3 separate regions of the Mus musculus genome follow, and regions 1 and 3 are each linked to region 2. The links are chromatin contacts, called in public HiChIP or PLAC-seq maps. All regions are on one chromosome and are shown on one strand. Each heading gives the region's core, a stretch centred on a gene start, on an enhancer-like site or on the middle of the called end of the contact. The rest is flanking DNA. Distances are from core to core; before and after follow the strand shown. Region 1 has its middle 13 kb from the start of Gm46353. Region 2 holds the start of 9330151L19Rik (RIKEN cDNA 9330151L19 gene). Region 3 overlaps Sos2 (SOS Ras/Rho guanine nucleotide exchange factor 2).

Region 1 (3,098 bases), core at 104-2,603, 340 kb before region 2:
CGTTGATGAATGTTTTGTCTTTATGCGCTGTAAGTATGGCCCTCCCCCCAGCCTCTGTTGTGGTTGGTGGTGGGAGCTCAGGGAAGTGTGACTCATTGGGAGGTGGAAAATCTCTAGGCCTCTGGATGCTGAGATATGGGTTCCATGTGGCTTTTGGAGACTTACTGTCAGGCCAGCAAATGCAGAGATGGAGAAAAAGGGGGTGTAAAGGCCTGTGAACGGAAAGAGGCAGAGAAACAGAGAGAGGAAGAAGCCAGAAGAAAGAGAACGGAATAGGAGGCTTGGTCAGTGGTCAGCCTGGGGACTTGAGAGGCAGCAGATGGTAAAAGAGCCTGAGATTCCAGAGAATGGACCAGACCACCCCGGTCCAGGAATGCCATCCAAAGAAGTCCTTGGGCCATTGCACCTCTAGTGTAAGACATGGAGGAACCCTGGCACACGACACCATCTTGGGTTCTGACTGTTGCACACCCAGAGCTAAGAGAGGCCCAGCTCCATCAGAAACCACCACACTATTGGGACTGTGACCCAAAATGTCTCAAGCCAAGGAACATCTCCAAATCTAAACCTTCTTTGCTTCAGAGCCTCAGAAGTCAGGGCTAAGCCAGTACCGGCTCCCAAGAAAAGTTGGTTGAGAGCCTTAGCCCACCTATTGGTCATCTTGCTTTATGAGAAACTACAGCTACGAAGTAAGCTGGCTCTGGTTGGGAAGACTCCATGCCCCCCATGAAGAACAACAAATGGGGCTACCTCTGCCCTGTAGTGTCTGGGGACACTGGGGACAGGAGTTAGTTTACTAGCCCTGATGAGAGAGCCTGATTTCAGAGGCTAGCTTAGTGGCTGTGAAATGGGGAAGTGAACAGGGCTTTGTTCTCTCTTGTGGCTCTGCCCAGGGTTGAAACAGGAGCAAAACATTTGGCTGAGCTTTGCTGGATTCAGCTCATTCCCTCTTCTCCCCTCCTTTGCCTCTTAATTGTTTTTAACAATTTCTGCACATAGGCAATGGAGCCTGGAACCTTCTGGGAGAACCTGCCCTTTTTATGCAGACAGGGACGAGCAGAGACGCTTGGGCAGGTCTGTTCTTGCTGCAGGAAGCAAAAGATGCCTTCAGACCATACTCTGTGCCAGGGCCTGGGGGTCTCCCAAGAAGCTGGGCCTCACAGTGTCTGTAAGAAGCCCTTGAAGAGGCCAGACCCTCCTCGGGAATATGTAAGAGCCGGGTGTGGCTGGCCAGTGGAAAGATTAGAGAGCTACCCAGTCCAGTTAAGTCCCTTGAGCTTGTCAAGTGGAGACCGGACCCAGATTCCCCCAAAGCCAGCGGTTGAGAGAGAGCCTCCTGTGAGCCTGTTTCCTGTTATGACCTGTCTCTACACGCCGCGGAGTAACTGCGAAACAACTGCAGTGACTAAGCTTTATAAATAGGACATTGAGAGTTAAAAAGTACAGGAAATTCCCAGAGTCTCCCGTGGAGTCTTATTTTAGATGTGCAGCTCATAGAGAAGCCAGGGTCTCTCATTCCGCACCCGCAGCGCCTCTGCCCTGCCTGATCGGAGGGGAACTGGAGTGGAGGGGTCTTTCTGGGTCCCTGCTCAGGGACCCGCCCAGCACTTCTCTCTTGCCTTACTAACTTTCTCTTACTGGCTCCCAGGAAGGAAGCACGTTTGTAATTAGCACTTTGTGGATTCACACCCATGCCTGACTCACTCCTGATCAAGAGATTAATCACACACTCAGTTCCCGCTGAACGCGAAATGAGCATGTAACCCGACCATGAGAGATAAAGCGAGCCCTCTGAGTGGGAGCAAGGTGCCCTGGACTTTTGGTCATCTTTCCTCTCCTCCATCATTGGTGACATTTTTTTTTTGGTGGAAAATCCAGTTTGGGATTAGTTGCTCAGTGGTTCCTGCTGCCGCAGGGGTTGGCTGTAGCAGGGACAGAAAGAGCTAGTGGCAGCAAGGAGTTGCAGGCTCTGAAGCTGAAGGGCTCAGCTACTCGGGTTTCAGATCGAAAGGCTGTTCAAATATTTGCCCAACAACTCCCAGTGTGCTTTGGAACAAGCCACAGGAGGAGCCCTCGCTGAGTCACGGGAAGTGCAGGCATTCTACAGAAATGTGGATGCAGGCAGGTTTACTAACTCTGGCTTCTCCGCATTGCATTCATAATTAGCCAGGCTGTCTCTCACCAGTGGCCTGGTGACACCGGAGGACTCTGCTGCTAGGCAGCTCAATGTGGTGGCACCTTCTACAGTTTTTGCCAGGAACCTTGGGAGGCACACTCGGTCTTCCTCCAGTAGCTGAGTCTGCCCACGGTTTTCTGACCGGCAGAATTGTATCCTCGGCGACCAGTGTCAGCGACCAGTGTGATCTTTCTTCTACAATTATGTCCCCAAAGATTCTAAATTCACCAAGTTCAAAACAAACACCCACACTGGCTGGGTTGCCTTTCCCATCAATGAATGGCCTCACCTCCTCCTACTCGCTCTGTTTGAAAACGGTGCATCCACGAATCTGCAGCTCCTGACCACCTGGCCCTCCCTGGCTAAAACTGCCTCTCCCTGCTGTTGTCCTGGGTTACAGGAGGCTCCCAAATCCCTCTTTACCTTCTGAAAGGCATAGTTATACCATAGCTTGACCTCCACCCCCCATCCCTTTCTGATTCTAGGGTAAACACAGGACCTCATTTGAGTTCATCAGAGCCCTTCCCTGGGATTTTGTTTTCCAAGTGCCAGCAGGGTTAGGCACTCCTATCTTCTATAAATGCCAGCTGGAAGACTAGAAATTCAGGGTAGCTTTGGCCAAGTACCACGTGCTGTGTAGAAAAATCACTTGCAGCAGAGAGGGAGGTCGTGCTGAGATCGCTGCATGCATCTCATTGTGTTATCGTTGTACCACGTGGCACAACCTGCATTTATTTTTCCTCATGATTAAAATCATAACAAATTGTGTGTGTATAACACACACACACACACACACAGAGTCTCTCATTATATCCCAGGTTAGTTTTGAACTTGGGTTCCTGCTGCCCAAGGAACTGTTTTCACTTCTCAAGTACAGGGATTACAGGAGTCTCCCTGCTGTGCATAAATGACAGGGTCCTTT
Region 2 (3,022 bases), core at 397-2,896:
TTGAGAGCTTGCATTTACATTATAAAAAGCGAACACCTTTCTGATGCTTATTAATCTCTGGGATTTGTTTTGTCATCTTTTGCCCCCAAGGGTTTCTGGGAGACAACTATAAGGTGGAATACCTGAAAATGGTAAGGGTTTACTAACGTTGGTTCCACAAAGTAAAGAGAGTCAGATAAAGTTAGGTTTGTGAATTAGCTAGTAAACTTCTCTCTTGTTGGTGAAATTAAACAGTTAATAAGATAAAGACACAGCGCTGAAGATGAGGACAGTTACCACAATAGACTGCAAAGTACACGTATCCTGACACAGTAATTTAAAACCTGTAGCAGGTAGTGTCTGCTTGGTTTGAAGTAACAGTGGAGCCTATTTCTAGCATTTCTACCAGATCGCTGCCCCTCCTCCCAGGCGTTACTATGGCAACAAAGCACGCGCTGCCCGGCCTTGACAATCCAGCCGTTACCTTCTTGGACTGGTCAGTTCTCCATGAGCCAGACTCTGAAGCGCATCCTAGACACTCAATTCACCCTGATCCTTCACTGGGTCTGGGCATTGGGCCGTGTGGGTCACCATGGCCAAGGCGGCGGCCTCCTCAGCGCTGGAGGACTTGGATCTGAGCAGAGAGGAGGTGCAGCGGTTCACCTCCGCCTTTCAGGACCCAGAGTTCCGCCGAATGTTCTCCGAGTACGCCGCGGAGATCACGGACCCCGAGAACCGGAGGCGCTACGAGGAGGAGATCACAGCCCTGGAGCGGGAGCGTGGGGTGGATGTGCGGTTCGTGCACCCTGAGCCGGGCCATGTGCTGCGTACCAGCCTGGACGGGGAGCACCGCTGCTACGTGAACGTGTGCAGCAACTCACTGGTAGGCGTACCTAGCAGCCGGCCCGGCCCGGGGCGCGGCGGCACGGCAGCTGGCAGCCACTGGTCCCTGCCCTATAGCCTGGCTCCCGGCCGCCAGTATGCCGGCCGCAACGGCGCCCGCTACACCGTCTACGACGTGGTCTTCCACCCCGAAGCGCTGGCGCTGGCCCGGAGCCACGAGCGCTTCCGCGAAATGCTGGACGCCACGGCCCTGGAGGCGGTGGAGCAGCAGTTCGGCGTCAGGCTGGACCGCAGGAACGCCAAGACCCTGAAGATCAAGTACAAGGGGATGCCCGAGGCCGCAGTGCTCCGCACGCCCCTACCCGGGGGCGTCCCGGCCCAGCCCGAGGGGGAGCCACCAGGGCTTTTCCCGGACCCACCATATCCATACCGCTACCCCGCGGCAGCGGCGGCGAACACTGCCCGCTCGCCCGCGTCCCCCGCTCCCGAGGCCGTGCAGCGCCCAGAGCCCACGGAGCCGCGCTGCTCCGTGGTGCAGCGCCACCACGTAGACCTCCAGGATTACCGCTGCTCGCGCGACGCGGCCCCGAGCACCGTGCCGCACGAGCTGGTGGTCACCATCGAGCTGCCGCTGCTGCGCTCGGTCGAGCGGGCGGAGCTGGAGGTGAAGGGGAAGCTGCTGTGCCTGGACTCGAGAAACCCCGACTACCGGCTGCGGCTCTCGCTGCCGTACCCGGTGGACGACGGCCGCGGCAAGGCACAGTACAACAAGGCGCGGCGGCAGCTGGTGGTCACGCTGCCGGTGGCGCTGGCCGACGCGCGCCAGGAACCCCCGGCCGCGACACCGGAAGAGCCCGCGGAGGAGACCGGAACTGACGACGTAGCCCGCACTTCCGCGGGCGATTTTGCAGCGGCGCGGGAAGAGTCTGCAGATGGAACCGGAGCTGACCACGGGGAGAAGAGCGGTGTGGGAGCCCCAGACCCCGGGGCTGCACACGCTGAAGGGGAGCTCGTTCCCGAACCGGAGCAGGACTTCGGAGGGGACTCGGTGGCACCTCTAGACCTCGGGAAAGGGACTTCTCCTGGGGACCGAAGCCTCCCTTACTCTGCTTTCCCGGGCGGCGACACCGAATCCCTGTGCGGAGACCCCGGTGTCCAGACGAATGAGGAGCAGGAGAGGACCCGCCACGACACCGCGGGCTCAGCCATGGGTGACCCCGGAACCGAGAGCATCGCACCCGTGTGCCCTCCTTTACAGTGTAATCAGGACGAAGACTCCTTGACTTTGCTCATCCAAGTGCCTGGGATTCTGCCACAAACTCTTCACGGACATCTAAGCCCCGTCGGTTACGAATTGTGCTTCTCTACACAAGACTCGGGTTATTCCTGCACTTTGCAGTTTGCTCCAGAGAATAAGTTGAGTACCAGAGAACCCGAGACTAGCGTTTCTTTAAATAATGCAGTCATAGTACTGGCAAAATCTCCAGAGAGCCACGGACTTTGGCGAGAGTGGTATTGTGGCTTGAACAAGGAGTCTTTGGAGGTAACCGTTCTCACTATTTGAAATACTCTATCTTACTTTAAACATTTTTTGTTACAGGCACATAAACAAATATTTTCTATCTATTCATACGATGACAGTGCAGGCTAAGCTCATTCTCAAAGAGAAGATTGCACGTATTCTATCCTAAGGATGCTCTTAAGCCTTCACGGTTGACCCGTATTACACCTGTTTACTCGGGGTCCACCGACTAGAAAACCAGTGGATTTTAGTGACTTCTCTCTAGACTTCTGGAAATGTATGCAAGAAATTGAGGGTTCAGTCTCTCCTGAGAAAAAGGTTATAACTATAGTTAGTAAGATCTTGTCTCAAAAAAACAAGTGTGTGTGTGGATTGGGCACTTGGTAATTTTGTTTGAGGTTTATATCAAAGTTATATGTAAACTGCAACAGTGAAGAGGCTAAGGTGTAGTTCGGTGGCAGAGTGTTGGCCTGCAGCCTCCCAGAAAGTCAAGTTGTCACAGACAACAATAGCTTTGTAGACTGTTCAACCCTGAGCTCTGAGCTCCAGCCTGCCAAAACAGTTCACTTCTTCTAGATGTTTTTCTAAATCACAGTGGGATTAAGGCATATTTGAAGACTTAAGTAGATTTATTATAATTATACCATTAATTATTATCACCTGTGATGGGGCTAATGG
Region 3 (3,171 bases), core at 27-2,526, 450 kb before region 2:
ACACACGCACACAGTGCACCTGTGGAAGCTGGTGACACCTCTCAGGCATCCTGTCTCCATCCACCAGGGATCAGGGGACCAGGCTTGGTAACACACATCTTTACTTGCTCAGGCATCTCCCTTGCTCTGCTTATTTGAGACACATTTCACTGAGTAGCCCAGCTTGGCCTTGAACTCACTGTATAGCTGAGACCACCCTTAAAATCCTTCTGATTTAGGCTCTAATATGCTACAACCATCAGCACGCACCATCAGCATGCACCATCAGCATGCACCATCAGCATGCACCATCAGCATGCACCATCAGCACGCACCATCACACTGGGCCTCAGGTTTTCAGTACATGAAGAAACTAGCTTATTGCTTTTTTTTTTTTAATGGAGGGCTCCCTTTCTTTCTTCTCCTTTTTGTTTTTAAGGATTATTTATGTATATGTATGTATATAAGTACACTGTAGCTGACTTCAGACATACCAGAAGAGGGCACCTGATCACTTTACAGATGGTTGTGAGCCACCATGTGGGTGCTGGGAGTTGAACTCAGGACCTCTGGAAGAACAGTCAGTGTTCCTAACCACTGAGCCATCTCTCCAGCCCCAGTTATTGCTTTTTGTTTTAAAGCCATTGTCTCAGTATGCATCCCCAGCAGGCCTGAAACTTGTTTCGTAGGCCAGGCTGATCTTGAATTCATAGAAGTTCCCCTGCCTTTGCCTCCCAGTTATTGGGCTTGAAGGGGTGTATATTCATGCCATGCAGTATATTAGTAACTTTTGTAATTCCTGATGCTGGAAGACAGAAAATTACTGGTTTTGCAGAATCTGGAATTTCTAGAGTTGAGCATCATGGCAGGGAGGAGAGTTCTCCGTTTCCATCAGGAGGCTTTGTATACAGGAGGGTTGAGGTGTCGGGATCTATCCAATCAGTTGGTGAAAGGTAGTTTTAAGTAATGTTTATTTTATTCAGTTATTTCCCTTTCCTGCTTTTTAATGACAGGGTATCACTATATAACTCAGGCTGCCTAGTCTGGTGTCAGTCATGAGCTCCTCCTGCCTCTGGAGGGCTGGGATTTCTAGACATGAGCCATTACACATGCCCGAGTCTTTTATTTTTACAAAGGGAACACACAGAGCTGTTTCTGGAGTTTTAAGTATTAGTAACTTTGAAGACCATGCTTTGCTATCTTAAGACAGTTTGGTAGGACCTGGGCACCGCTCAGAACAAAGCTCCTGCCCTCTGATTACTCTGTTGCCGTTCTTCTGATTACAGAGTCATCCTTCCTGTTCCTAAGGGCTGCTTGAGGAACAGGCAGTCTTCCGTTCCTCCTTCCTCTTCCTTCCCTTGCTCTTTGTCCTCCTCCTATTTCTCATCTTCTGAGCACCGTTGGAAGAGCTTGGTCCTGAACAAGGGAAGCACAGCACTGGGGAAGATAGCAGAAGCCCCCATGTTAAGGGTGTGTGTGCTAGTGGGAGATGGAATGTCGCAGACAAGGAACTCAGGACAGTGTGACGTAAACAGTGTACCAGTGGATCCAGGGTACAGAGGCAGTAATCAGCACCTGGCCCAGTACACACTGGGGGTTGTCAGCCTTGGCTGCACGTGAGACTCACTAGGAAGTTTTAGAGAACACTGGTGTTTGCAGAGCTTTAAATAGCCTGAGTTAGACTCCCAAGCTGCAGTATTATTTGGAAAAACTATTTTTTTAACTGTAGTTGAGATCTATTACTCTGTAATTTAAAAACTGAGTTTTTCCACTTTCATTTCATTGTAGAAATTTGTCATTTTTATATTGACTTCTAAGATCAAGCTTACATACTTTTTATTACTTTGAAAGTGACTTAAGCTGATAGAAAAGGTAGAAGAATAGTATGAAGTACCCCATCGCATTCTGAGTGATTTTGAGAGTAAAGTACAGCTGACAGGAACAGTCCCTGAGGGATGGTAGTGACTGACTACCACATGGCCGCTCCTTGATGTTACCTGCCCTCAGTGACAGTTTGAGTTTAACTTTTTCCGTCCGTTGTCACCCTGCTTACTCCAGGTGGCAGACATCTGAATTCCTTAGGACTTTTCTAACTGAGATACTCTTTGGTTTTGATTTCTTCAACTCATGCTATAGATTTAAACATTTATCAGCATAACTCAAATTTAACCACAGAAATTTTCATATTGTTTCTAAAGTTATCACAATCAAGATACTTTAAAAAATCAAATTCTCGAATTCATTTTAGTTATCCTATCCAGCTTTTGAAAGTATAGATAAGTTTGAGAAACTTAAATTGCCCAATAAAAATATCTAAAAAGATTAAGATTTTGTTTGTTTGGTTGGTTTTGGTTTTTCGAGACAGGGTTTCTCTGTGTAGCCCTGGCTGTTCCTGGAACTCACTTTGTAGACCAGGCTGGCCTCGAACTCAGAGATCCGCCTGCCTCTGCCTCCCAAGTGCTGGGATTAAAGGCATGAGCCACCATTGTCTGGCTAAAGAATAGGATTTTAAACAAATTAAAGACTTCCATCTAGGTTTAAAACATACCACTTTTCTTGTTTTACCTTGTGTCCACTTCAAGAGCAGGATGTACTTAAAGAGCCAGCCAAAAACTGGGTATGATGGTGCACACCTGTAATATGAGCACTCAGGGGCCATAGACAGGAGGATTGCTGCAAGTAAGGACAACCTATTGTCCACAGCCAGGTCTCAGCTAACTTCAGGCTGAGTGTTAGTACTCTGTTTCAGAATGATAAAACAGCAGCAACCCCGAGAACCCACAAAAGGGAGGTGGTAGCTGTTGCAGGCTCACTTGCAACTGCTCATTTCTACTCTGGTAGCAAAAATAGCTATAAACAAATGAGCATGGGCTGTGTGCCAGTAAACTTCATGAAAATAGAGAGTGGGCAGGATTTGGCATGTATACTGTAGTTTGCTGATCCCGGTTTCAGACTTCCTTTTCACAGTCTCTTGTTTGTCACAAGAGACAGTCATGTGCTTAGCTAAACATGCAAATAACTGTATTTGTGATTCTGGTGATGGGAATGAGTTAATGAGAGTATTTGACACGGAATGATCTATAAATCTAAATGGGTTCCAAGAGCTCATAGACCATATGTTTAATAACCATTCGAGAAATCCGTTGATTTCTAAAGATGTTTAATTTTCTAGACAAAAAAAAGAGAACATAT

Evidence for each region. HiChIP or PLAC-seq counts read pairs in DNA pulled down with a chosen protein or histone mark.
Region 1: a FOXA1 HiChIP or PLAC-seq map of pancreatic cancer cells shows a contact between it and region 2. The contact joins the enhancer-like site here to the promoter of 9330151L19Rik in region 2. A contact is called at or near these places in 1 of 39 promoter capture datasets (liver) and 6 of 115 datasets of contacts at active chromatin or transcription factors (effector CD8 T cells, embryonic stem cells, extraembryonic endoderm stem cells and 3 more).
Region 3: an H3K4me3 HiChIP or PLAC-seq map of bone marrow-derived macrophages shows a contact between it and region 2, with 4 times the contacts expected there. The contact joins the enhancer-like site here to the promoter of 9330151L19Rik in region 2. A contact is called at or near these places in 11 of 39 promoter capture datasets (the 3T3-L1 cell line, the C10 cell line, the HPC-7 cell line and 7 more), 2 of 15 datasets of contacts at CTCF or cohesin (the NIH/3T3 cell line and large pre-B cells), 1 of 484 Hi-C or Micro-C datasets (CD4 T cells), 7 of 115 datasets of contacts at active chromatin or transcription factors (the SCID.adh cell line, T-cell acute lymphoblastic leukemia, bone marrow-derived macrophages and 3 more) and 2 of 9 other capture datasets (adipose tissue and liver).

The regions. Positions count from the first base shown.
Region 1 is chr12:69,536,481-69,539,578 of GRCm38.p6, reverse strand. No RefSeq gene overlaps it. Among named protein-coding and RNA genes, the nearest start is that of Gm46353, 13 kb to the left of the region's middle. Within about 2 kb of position 1,353, at least 346 of the 459 cell types and tissues checked have an H3K27ac peak or open chromatin away from gene starts, as enhancers often do. A contact at or near this core is called in effector CD8 T cells, extraembryonic endoderm stem cells, liver and 2 more, where this site is marked.
Region 2 is chr12:69,195,835-69,198,856 of GRCm38.p6, reverse strand. It overlaps 9330151L19Rik (RIKEN cDNA 9330151L19 gene), which reads right to left and starts at 1,646. Exons shown (of 2, transcript NR_033222.1): 1 at 1,242-1,646; 2 at 1-1,129. Dnaaf2 (dynein, axonemal assembly factor 2) reads left to right here and starts at 428. Exons shown (of 3, transcript NM_027269.4): 1 at 428-2,365. The coding sequence starts at 572.
Region 3 is chr12:69,644,791-69,647,961 of GRCm38.p6, reverse strand. All of the region lies in intron 4 of Sos2 (SOS Ras/Rho guanine nucleotide exchange factor 2), which reads left to right. Among named protein-coding and RNA genes, the nearest start is that of Gm31679, 21 kb to the right of the region's middle. Within about 2 kb of position 1,276, at least 28 of the 459 cell types and tissues checked have an H3K27ac peak or open chromatin away from gene starts, as enhancers often do. A contact at or near this core is called in bone marrow-derived macrophages and neural stem cells, where this site is marked.